Regions from separate parts of the Rattus norvegicus genome. Here region 2 is linked to region 1. The links are chromatin contacts, called in public Hi-C maps. All regions are on one chromosome and are shown on one strand. Each heading gives the region's core, a stretch centred on a gene start, on an enhancer-like site or on the middle of the called end of the contact. The rest is flanking DNA. Distances are from core to core; before and after follow the strand shown.

Region 1 (4,325 bases), core at 272-2,771:
GGTTTGTCAATAATTCTGCACACTATGCAGATACCATCCAGGAGTAGACATTTGGGGAACTCTTTACAGTGAGAAAAACTTTAGACAGTACACATCATTTACATTTTGCTTGGAAGGAGAAACTGTTATTTATCGTGTGTATGTATGTGTGTGTGTGTGTGTGTGTGTGTGTGTGGTGTGTGTGTGTGTGTGAAGGAGAGAGAGTCTGTCTCTGTGTGTATATGTCTGTCTGTCTGTGTTTGTGTCTGTCTATCTTCGTCTCTGTTTGTCTGCATGTTTGTGTGTCTGTCTGTGCATGTCTGTCTGTCTGCCTTTGTGTACTGAGCATGCATGTGCATGCGTTCCTGTGTGTGTGTGTGTGTGTGTGTGTGTGTGTGTGTGTGTGTGTGTGTGTGTGTGTGTGTGTAGGCACTCATGCCATGGCATGGCCAGATAACTTTCAGGAGTGAGTCATTTCCTTCTATGTGATTTCCAGTGAAGTGCCCTTTTTTACTTACTAAACCATCTCACCACCCTAGGTTGGATGTTGCTTTGAAAACCTGCATTAGTACATAGAAAGGCAAAGGGGGAAAGAAAAGCTGTGAAGCCTTACAAGTTATTCATTTCTGCTTGTTCAAGTATGTTCTCCACACCCACTGCAGCTCTTCAATGTGCTCAGTGTCTGTTGGGAAACATAAGAAAGACAATAATGATCCCTTTGGAATCCGCTGCAGATGGCAAGCACTGAGGATGCTTCAGATTAATTTTATTTATGAAAAATCATCTATTATAGGCAAGGTATTATGAGAATATCTGGGGGGAAAGGAGGTAGGGATGACAGAGGGCTTCCTCATTTCTTCTTGTTTTGTAATAGGTACCTTCATCATCGATGTTACTTCCAACTCTAACAATGACCCCCAGGGTTGAAATGAGAAAACAGGAGCAAGACTCCCTAAACTCTGCAAGCAGCAAAGAGCTAAGTTGGAATTTAAATTTAGGCTTGTCTAGCACCCACGCTCAAGCTCTTTGCACGCTGAGACGCAGCAAGGCAGATGTTAGTACTGCTCCACCTGACAACTTGGAAGATGTCCACAGCCATTTCTTGCTATGATCAAAAGGTTCTCAAACACTGGCATGCTGGATGACCTCCTGGAGGCTATCAGTCACAGAATGCTAGCCCCACCTAATGTGTGTCTTCTCCAGGACCTCTGGAATAGGTCTCAAAGACATAGATTTTTAATAAGTACACAGGTGGTGCTGATGTTCTTTGGCCAGGAACCCTGTTCTGAAAGTCATCGCTGCAAATGCCACATCCTTGTGCTTAAGAACTCAAGACACCCCACAGCAGTTCAGTGAAGTTGCCACAGAAAGTTTCAGGGCATCACCGGAGGGTTTGTCCCATCTCCCTGGAGCCCCCACTGCCATCTGGTAGGAAAATGGGCTCTGCGCCTCGGTGCTCTCAAAATTCATGAGCCCCATAGGCTCCCTCCATGTGAACCTAGCTGGGTTCTCTCTGCTGCCCTCCCTTTCTTGTTCTTAATTAAGATTCCTTCCTTCCAGATGGCAATGTGCCTTACTCTTCTGTCTTCCTTGCTTCTCTGATGGAGGCAGAGTGATGATTCTGTCTTATTTTAAAAGGTGTAGGAGGGCAGGGTGTATATCTGTGGGAATATCTTGTTGCTGAGATCACATTCCCCAAAAGTATTCATGTATATTAAATAGATGTACAAGAAAGGAATGGAAGGCGCTATTCCCACTTTACAGATGGGGATTTGAAATCAATTAAACCCAGGTTTAACACCTATAGTAATACTACTATTGACAACATTTCTACAAATGAATGCTTACTGTGCTATCATATAAGCACAGGTATGTTTCATCTGATGCTCACACAACCCTTTGAGGTATTAGTCATTATTAAGTTATCACAAATACATCATAGCCTCATACTTTCTGAGCCCTGTCACTGCCTTATCTCATTTAATCCTCCCAAATTCCCCATGGGTATCACATAGGAAGTCACAATATCAGGTGTAAACTCAAATCCATGATTTAATTACTGCACTCCCTGTGAGTATTGACATTGTAACCTCAGACTTCTAGGTTTCTAGGATGATGGTTTCACCCACTCCAACCTCTGACAACCTAGTGGTCCCAGCATGCTGTAAGACACACAAAGCATATTGTTGGTTCTGCCGTTAAATACTACAACCTTTGGGGCTTGGGTGTTCCCATTCCCCAGGTCAATGTGATGAAAACATAGTCTCCAAATTAATTTCTTAATGGAAGTTGGAGCTGTGGCCTTTTGGGTGCAATTAGAGCTAGATGGGGATATGAGAATAGCACGGCCATGAAAGTTTAATGGGTTAATCAGAAAAGGAAGGGTGATTTGTGCTATCATGCTTTCCCTGCTTCACCATGTGATGCCTTCCACCATGTTATGATAAGACTCTCAGGATGGACTTGTCTTCGTATTAATCATTATATTAATGGGTTTATCTGAAAAGGGAGGTTGACTTGTGCTGCAATACTTTCTTGGTCTCACCATGCCACATTATAAAGCAGCAAAAGAAGCCCTTAACAGATGTTGACACCTTCATCTTAGACTTTGAGCACCCAGTATGGTGAGATATAAACTCCTTTGTAATTCACACTGCCTAGAGTATTCCGTTAGTCACTAAAAACTAAACTAGGTAATCTCCTGCTTTCCCATGAATTCTGGGGACTGATGACATTTTGAAAGGATTCACAATCTAAGTTGCATTTGAGGAGAATCCAAAACTATAAGTTGTGGTTCCCTGTTGGTCATTGCTTTCAAATGGGCCAAAGTAGGATGACCATAGAACAGATCTCAGGGAGCCTTCCAGGTCTCTGTGGGTCTGCCTCCTAAGCCCTTTGAACATTCCCAGAGGGAAGGGTGCTTCTCAGAGCACTGTCACAGACCTCTTCTTTTTGCCTTTGGATTGTTTTCTGCAAAAGGAATATACACCCAGACAGCCCTGGGCCACCATGTCCTTTCTGGAGAGCAGGGAGTGATGGTGAAAGGGAATTCAGGAAGAGTATTGACTGGCAACTCAGAGGAACAGTTAGGGTATGTGGGAAAAAGATAACAAATCCTGGCTGAAGGGTGCCATCTTGGAGCTCCCTGACAACCAACATGCTTCTTTACTACTTTCAGGTGCTCAAGTGAGGAGAGGCAGGATGGAAAGAGAGGGGCAGGGAAGAGCTGTCCATCATCCTTAGGGATGCCCTTGAGACTCTGGGCTTATTTCTCAACCTGTGGGCACTGTGATCATTTTAAGACAGAGGTGGGTGAGCTGCAGACGACAAAACTGAGTGCCAATCTCCTTCCAGCCACCCAAAGAGCCTGATGCCAGAAGGAATGGAGGAGGCACCATATGCTTGGTGCAGGCTCTTCAGCTTGCTTCATTCTCCACAAGCTGCTTCCTTGACAATGTGTGTCTGCCTGTCTCTTTAGGAGACTTGAAGAATGAGACTCATATCCATTCATCTCTCAGAAAGGAAAGGGAGCCAAAAACTTGCCTGCAGTGGCTCACCCGCTCCAGAGAATCCATCCTTCTAGCTACTAGAAAACTTAGCTTCTCCAGAAGCTGGCTACTTCCAAGGGAACAGGTAGGTAGGAATGAGGAAGGTGCTTGATATGACCCCACTAGTGATTAATGACAAAGGAAGCTTCATATAAGATGGCGTCACAATGCACAGCCTGTGGAAAGGGTCGTCAGGCCCTGTTCTCATCATCTTCTACCTCTCACTGGGTGTGTGAATACTGTATAAGCAAGACTCGCAGTTTTCTGTAAGATTCTAGAAGACGAAACAGCAGCCAATTGGTTAAAGACTAAGGAATGTAGTTATTGACTCAGTAAAAGAAATCACAATTATACTCTGAAGTGGTGAGAGATTTTCAACTCAAAAGTTTAAGCAGTGATGTGGACTGTCAGTCAGGAAGTGATGGGCGAAACAGGATGCCTACCCAAGGGGAGACTGCTCAAGATGAGTGTGAATCTCTCCATCCTAAAACCGAGCTTCAGACTCCAGTCCCTATGACTTGACTCAGGTGAGCTAGTCCCACTGCTTACCTGTGACCCATGAACTAGCTCAGAAGCTACTGCAGAGAACAAACATGTACCCTGACAAAGCCTCATCCAAGCCCCTGGCTGAAATGAGCACACAACAAAGCCAGGATTTATGACAAACTCATAAATGATTAGAGGCCAACAACAGTGATCTCTCAACATGGCCAGTATGTCAGGTACACACCCAACTAAGTGCACCATACTGGGATTGTAAAAAAGTGGGGAGGTGGGCAAGAGCCATCTTCATAACTG
Region 2 (3,931 bases), core at 300-2,799, 92 kb after region 1:
AGCTCGGCCTCAGACCACAGTATAAAGTTCACTCTGATCCAGCAATGCCTAGCTGTGGACCTTTGCATTGAGAAAGGAGGTGACAGACCCTGGAGAAAGAAAGCACTGGCATTTACAGGAGCTGGCCTGTTGGAGTTTTGAAGAGGACACAGCTGGAGGCCCTGACCACAGGTGTCAGTGAGGACCATCAGGATTGTAAACCTGAAGGTGTGTGGATGTGTCTTAGGCTCTGGGAAGCGGACAAAATCATTTGGAAATCTCCCACTGGAGGACTGAATGGCCTGTACACAAACACACACACACACACACACACACACACACACACACACAGAGAGAGAGAGAGAGAGAGAGAGAGAGAGAGAGAGAGAGAGAAGACACAGAGAGACAGAAAGAGACAGAGGCAGAGACAGAGACAGAGACAGAGACAGACAGATACAGAGAGATACAGACAGACGGACGGGCGGACGGTTGTGCTCCCTGTATCCAAGTTCCCCAGTACAGAGAAATTCCTGGATTGCCTGCCCACCCACCTTGGCCATCTCTCCACTCCTCTGCACCAAGCAGTTCTTCCTGCCTCCTTGTTAGAATGCCCAGTGCAGGGGCGTGGGGGGAAGAAAGGAGAGAGTGACACTCAAATATCTTGTCCTTAAAGAAAGAAGCAGTGCCCACAGGTGGGGCCGCTCCACTGGCAGGCTCCTGGGGACTCCCACATCTAACCCATACAAACAACCCCGTATCCACTTCGGTTTGTCCGAAGCCAAGCTGGGGGCCGCACCCTCTTTCACTGCCGCACTCATTCCAGCTCAGTGTCTTAGTCCCGCAGAACCGTCCCCCATGCGGCCAACCCCCCAACCCCCAGCATCCCAGCCCGGAAACAATCGCCCTTTGAGAGAGGCTGCCAAGCCAAGGGGCCTGAGCAGCCAGGATTGAGGGATGGAGGCGGGTGAGCTGGGGGTGCGGGCAGGGCGGGCGAGCTCTCACTCCTCGAGCCAAAGCTGGGGTGCTCTGGGCTCCGCCCGAGGCCACTCCAGCATCCGAACGAAGCCCCAGACGCCCCAGAGGGAGGGCCACAGCGGAGAGCGCGGGGAGGTGATACCAAGCTCGGGGAGGGGGTCCCGCGTTGGCCCCCGCCTCAGCCCGCGAGGTTGGTACGGACCGCGAGTGGCTCGGGTCCCGCCGGCAGCTCGCGCTCGCGGGGGCGGGGTGTGTGGGGGCGGGGCGGGAGGCGCTGTCACAGCCGCGGCCGCGCCGCGCATCCGCCGCTGCCAGCGCCGAGGGCACCACGCGCTGGCCCGCTCGGCTGGGCTCCGGCCGCGCGCCCAGCCATCCCGGCCCGGCCAGCCCGCGCGTCGCCTCCTGGGGCTCTTATCGCCGCCCCGCGCCTCGTCGCCCGCGCCCTCCCGCGCACTCCGGGGCTCCGGCCGCCGCCTGGCTGAGCCCAGAAGCAGCCGGGCCGAGGCAGCGGGCCGCCCGGGGGTGCGGACGAGTGGGCCCGCGGCTATGAAGTGGCCCCCGAGGGTACGGAATCGGAGAACACCCGGAGAGAGAAGCGCGCGCATCGCAGGGCAGCAGCCCTGGGTCTCTGGGGCCAGGGCATAGGACTGCCACCCGCTATGGACCGCGCCAGGGACGATATGGACTCGCTGCCGCAGGTCAGTGTCCGGCGCCCTGAGCCCCCACCTCCGCAGTGCACAGAGCCCCTTTATGCGTCTCCATCAGTACCCACGCCATGTCCGCTCGCGTGCGCGCGGTGTGTGTGTGTGTGTGTGTGTGTGTGTGTGTGTGTGTGTGTGTGTGTGTGTGTTGCACAAAATAGGGACATCAGGAAATAGGGCCGGCTGGCAGGGCCTGCACCTGAGGGGCTAGGAAATAAAGCTAGGATGCTTCCTGCCCCGCTCCATTAGGAGGAAGGAAGAACTGGTTGCCTGAGTCTTCTAACAACTGGTCTTTCTTTAGCTATTCTATCCCTTGCCACCTCAGCAGGTGGTTCTTGGTGGCCCAGGAGATCACAGGATAAAGGGTCAGCTCTAGCTGCGCCCCTGCTCACTGGCAGGGACCCTATCGCTCTGCCTGTCCTGGACATTTACAATTAAATTCTTTTCAGGGTAACCAAGCGCCGCGCATCTTTCCTGTGGGTGCTGGGAGCTGGAGAGTGGCAGTCAATCTTTGAGACCTTCAGTGCAGGAAAGCAGAAGGAGGCAGGACCAGGTCATTACCTTCCTCTGTGCACTTGATCATACAAGTTCAGAGAAGGAAACTGAGACGTGAGGCAAGAGAAAAAGTATCAGATCCAGCACCTCAGGGAACCCGGTATCAGCCTCCTACTGAGAAGCTCAGGTCAAGAGCCCACCCACCCCCCCACCTCACCCCACCCACCTATAGGAACTTGGTTTTCATGAGCTACTACTTTCTTAGCCAGATCCAGTCCTAGTGCACTTGCTGGACAGCTTTTGGAGCCGAAATGACCCCCAGATTTCTAAGGCACAGGACCCTGAGCAGGGCCTTTTGTTGACAGTGGATTCCCCCATGCTTGCGGGATACTTCCCTACGGAGACCGGTTTAGCTGAAGTGCCCAGCAGGATCCTGATCTTGGACTATCTGGCATACATTTTCAAGCGAATGAGACGGACATCCATGTGCCTGGCACAGAAATAACGTGTGCACCGGCGTGTGCATGTGTGTAAATGGCAGGCACACGGCTTCAGGAGCGACTGGTGTTGAGCTGGGTAGGGATGCTGTTGCTCTAGTCTTCTGTCCTGAACATCTCCCTTTTCAGTCGAGAGTCACTACAGAGAGGAGGCATTTCCTTTTAGAAGCTGCTCATTGGTGACCACTATTGAACCAAACATCAAGTCCTTTCGGTGTTCATGCAAGACAAAGATCCTCCCCACAAAACCCTCACACAACCACCCACTCCGCTCAGTTCACATCCAGGATCTGAAAAGGTCCTGGGTTTGCATCCTACCTCCTCTCTGCCCCTTTCAACAAGAGAAAAATGCTACCTAGGGTGATGGGCCGGGGAGATGAATACATGCATGTCCGCACTTGGTAGTGAGGCCATTGTCCTGCTGCTCCCTTTGTACAGCTGCTCCCCCAGGACTTAGGATCACCCTGTGCCTGTGGACGGGGTAGGATCTGTGCATGTTTCGGAGTGAGATGCTACTGAGTGTCCCACCTGAAGCCCTGAGCAGGTAAATCACTAGAGGGGACCCAGAAATAGAATGGGAGCCTGCAGCAGAGAACAAGCTGCCCAAAGGAAGAAGCCCATGTCTTCGGCTCAAGCTTTTTATTAGACTTGGATTCTTCCCAGAGTTTTTAGGGAGGGCCAAGTCTATTGTGCCTTCACGATATGGAGCCCACAGTAAGGAGGTTTTGTGAGGATAAGATATGGAAGGGGTGAGCTGACCAAGGAGTCAGGCTCTGGGTCAGGGAGTCCAATGGGCGCATGTGGCTAAAAGAAAGAATTCCTGGATGCTCTTCTGCTTGTTGGAGAGGCCAGGCTTGAGCAAAAGGAGGCAGAGTGGGGCCTTAGAAAAGGTGCAAGCCATGTTGGGGATTTAGCTCAGTGGTAGAGCGCTTGCCTAGCAAGCCCAAGGCCCTGGGTTCGGTCCCCAGCTCCGAAAAAAAAAAAAAAAAGAAAGAAAAAAATAAAAGAAAAGGTGCAAGCCTTCTTCTGCAAGTCTGCGCACCACAACATTATCAATCATCCTTTCCTAGGGAGTCTCCCCACTGGAGCTGAGAAAGACTGTCTACTGAGAAAGATTCTGATGGAGTCAGGGTGGCTCACAACGGACAGGTCATGAAATCAGAAGCAAACTGCTTTTGACTCTTAAGGAGAGCTGCCTGCTGTGGCATCACCCAGTGTTCAGGATCGGTCGCCTTCTCGCCTTTGCCATTCTTACCTGGTATCTGGCATGTAGTGTGGTGGGGA

Evidence for each region. A called contact is a pair of places that touch in the nucleus more often than the background predicts.
Region 2: a Hi-C map of frontal cortex shows a contact between it and region 1, with 2.3 times the contacts expected there. The contact joins the promoter of B3gat1 here to the enhancer-like site in region 1. A contact is called at or near these places in 2 of 12 Hi-C or Micro-C datasets (the A7r5 cell line and frontal cortex).

What each region holds. Positions count from the first base shown.
Region 1 is chr8:33,269,925-33,274,249 of GRCr8, forward strand. No RefSeq gene overlaps it. Among named protein-coding and RNA genes, the nearest start is that of B3gat1, 91 kb to the right of the region's middle. Within about 2 kb of position 1,522, at least 9 of the 93 cell types and tissues checked have an H3K27ac peak or open chromatin away from gene starts, as enhancers often do.
Region 2 is chr8:33,361,756-33,365,686 of GRCr8, forward strand. It overlaps B3gat1 (beta-1,3-glucuronyltransferase 1), which reads left to right and starts at 1,550. Exons shown (of 7, transcript NM_054003.1): 1 at 1,550-1,652.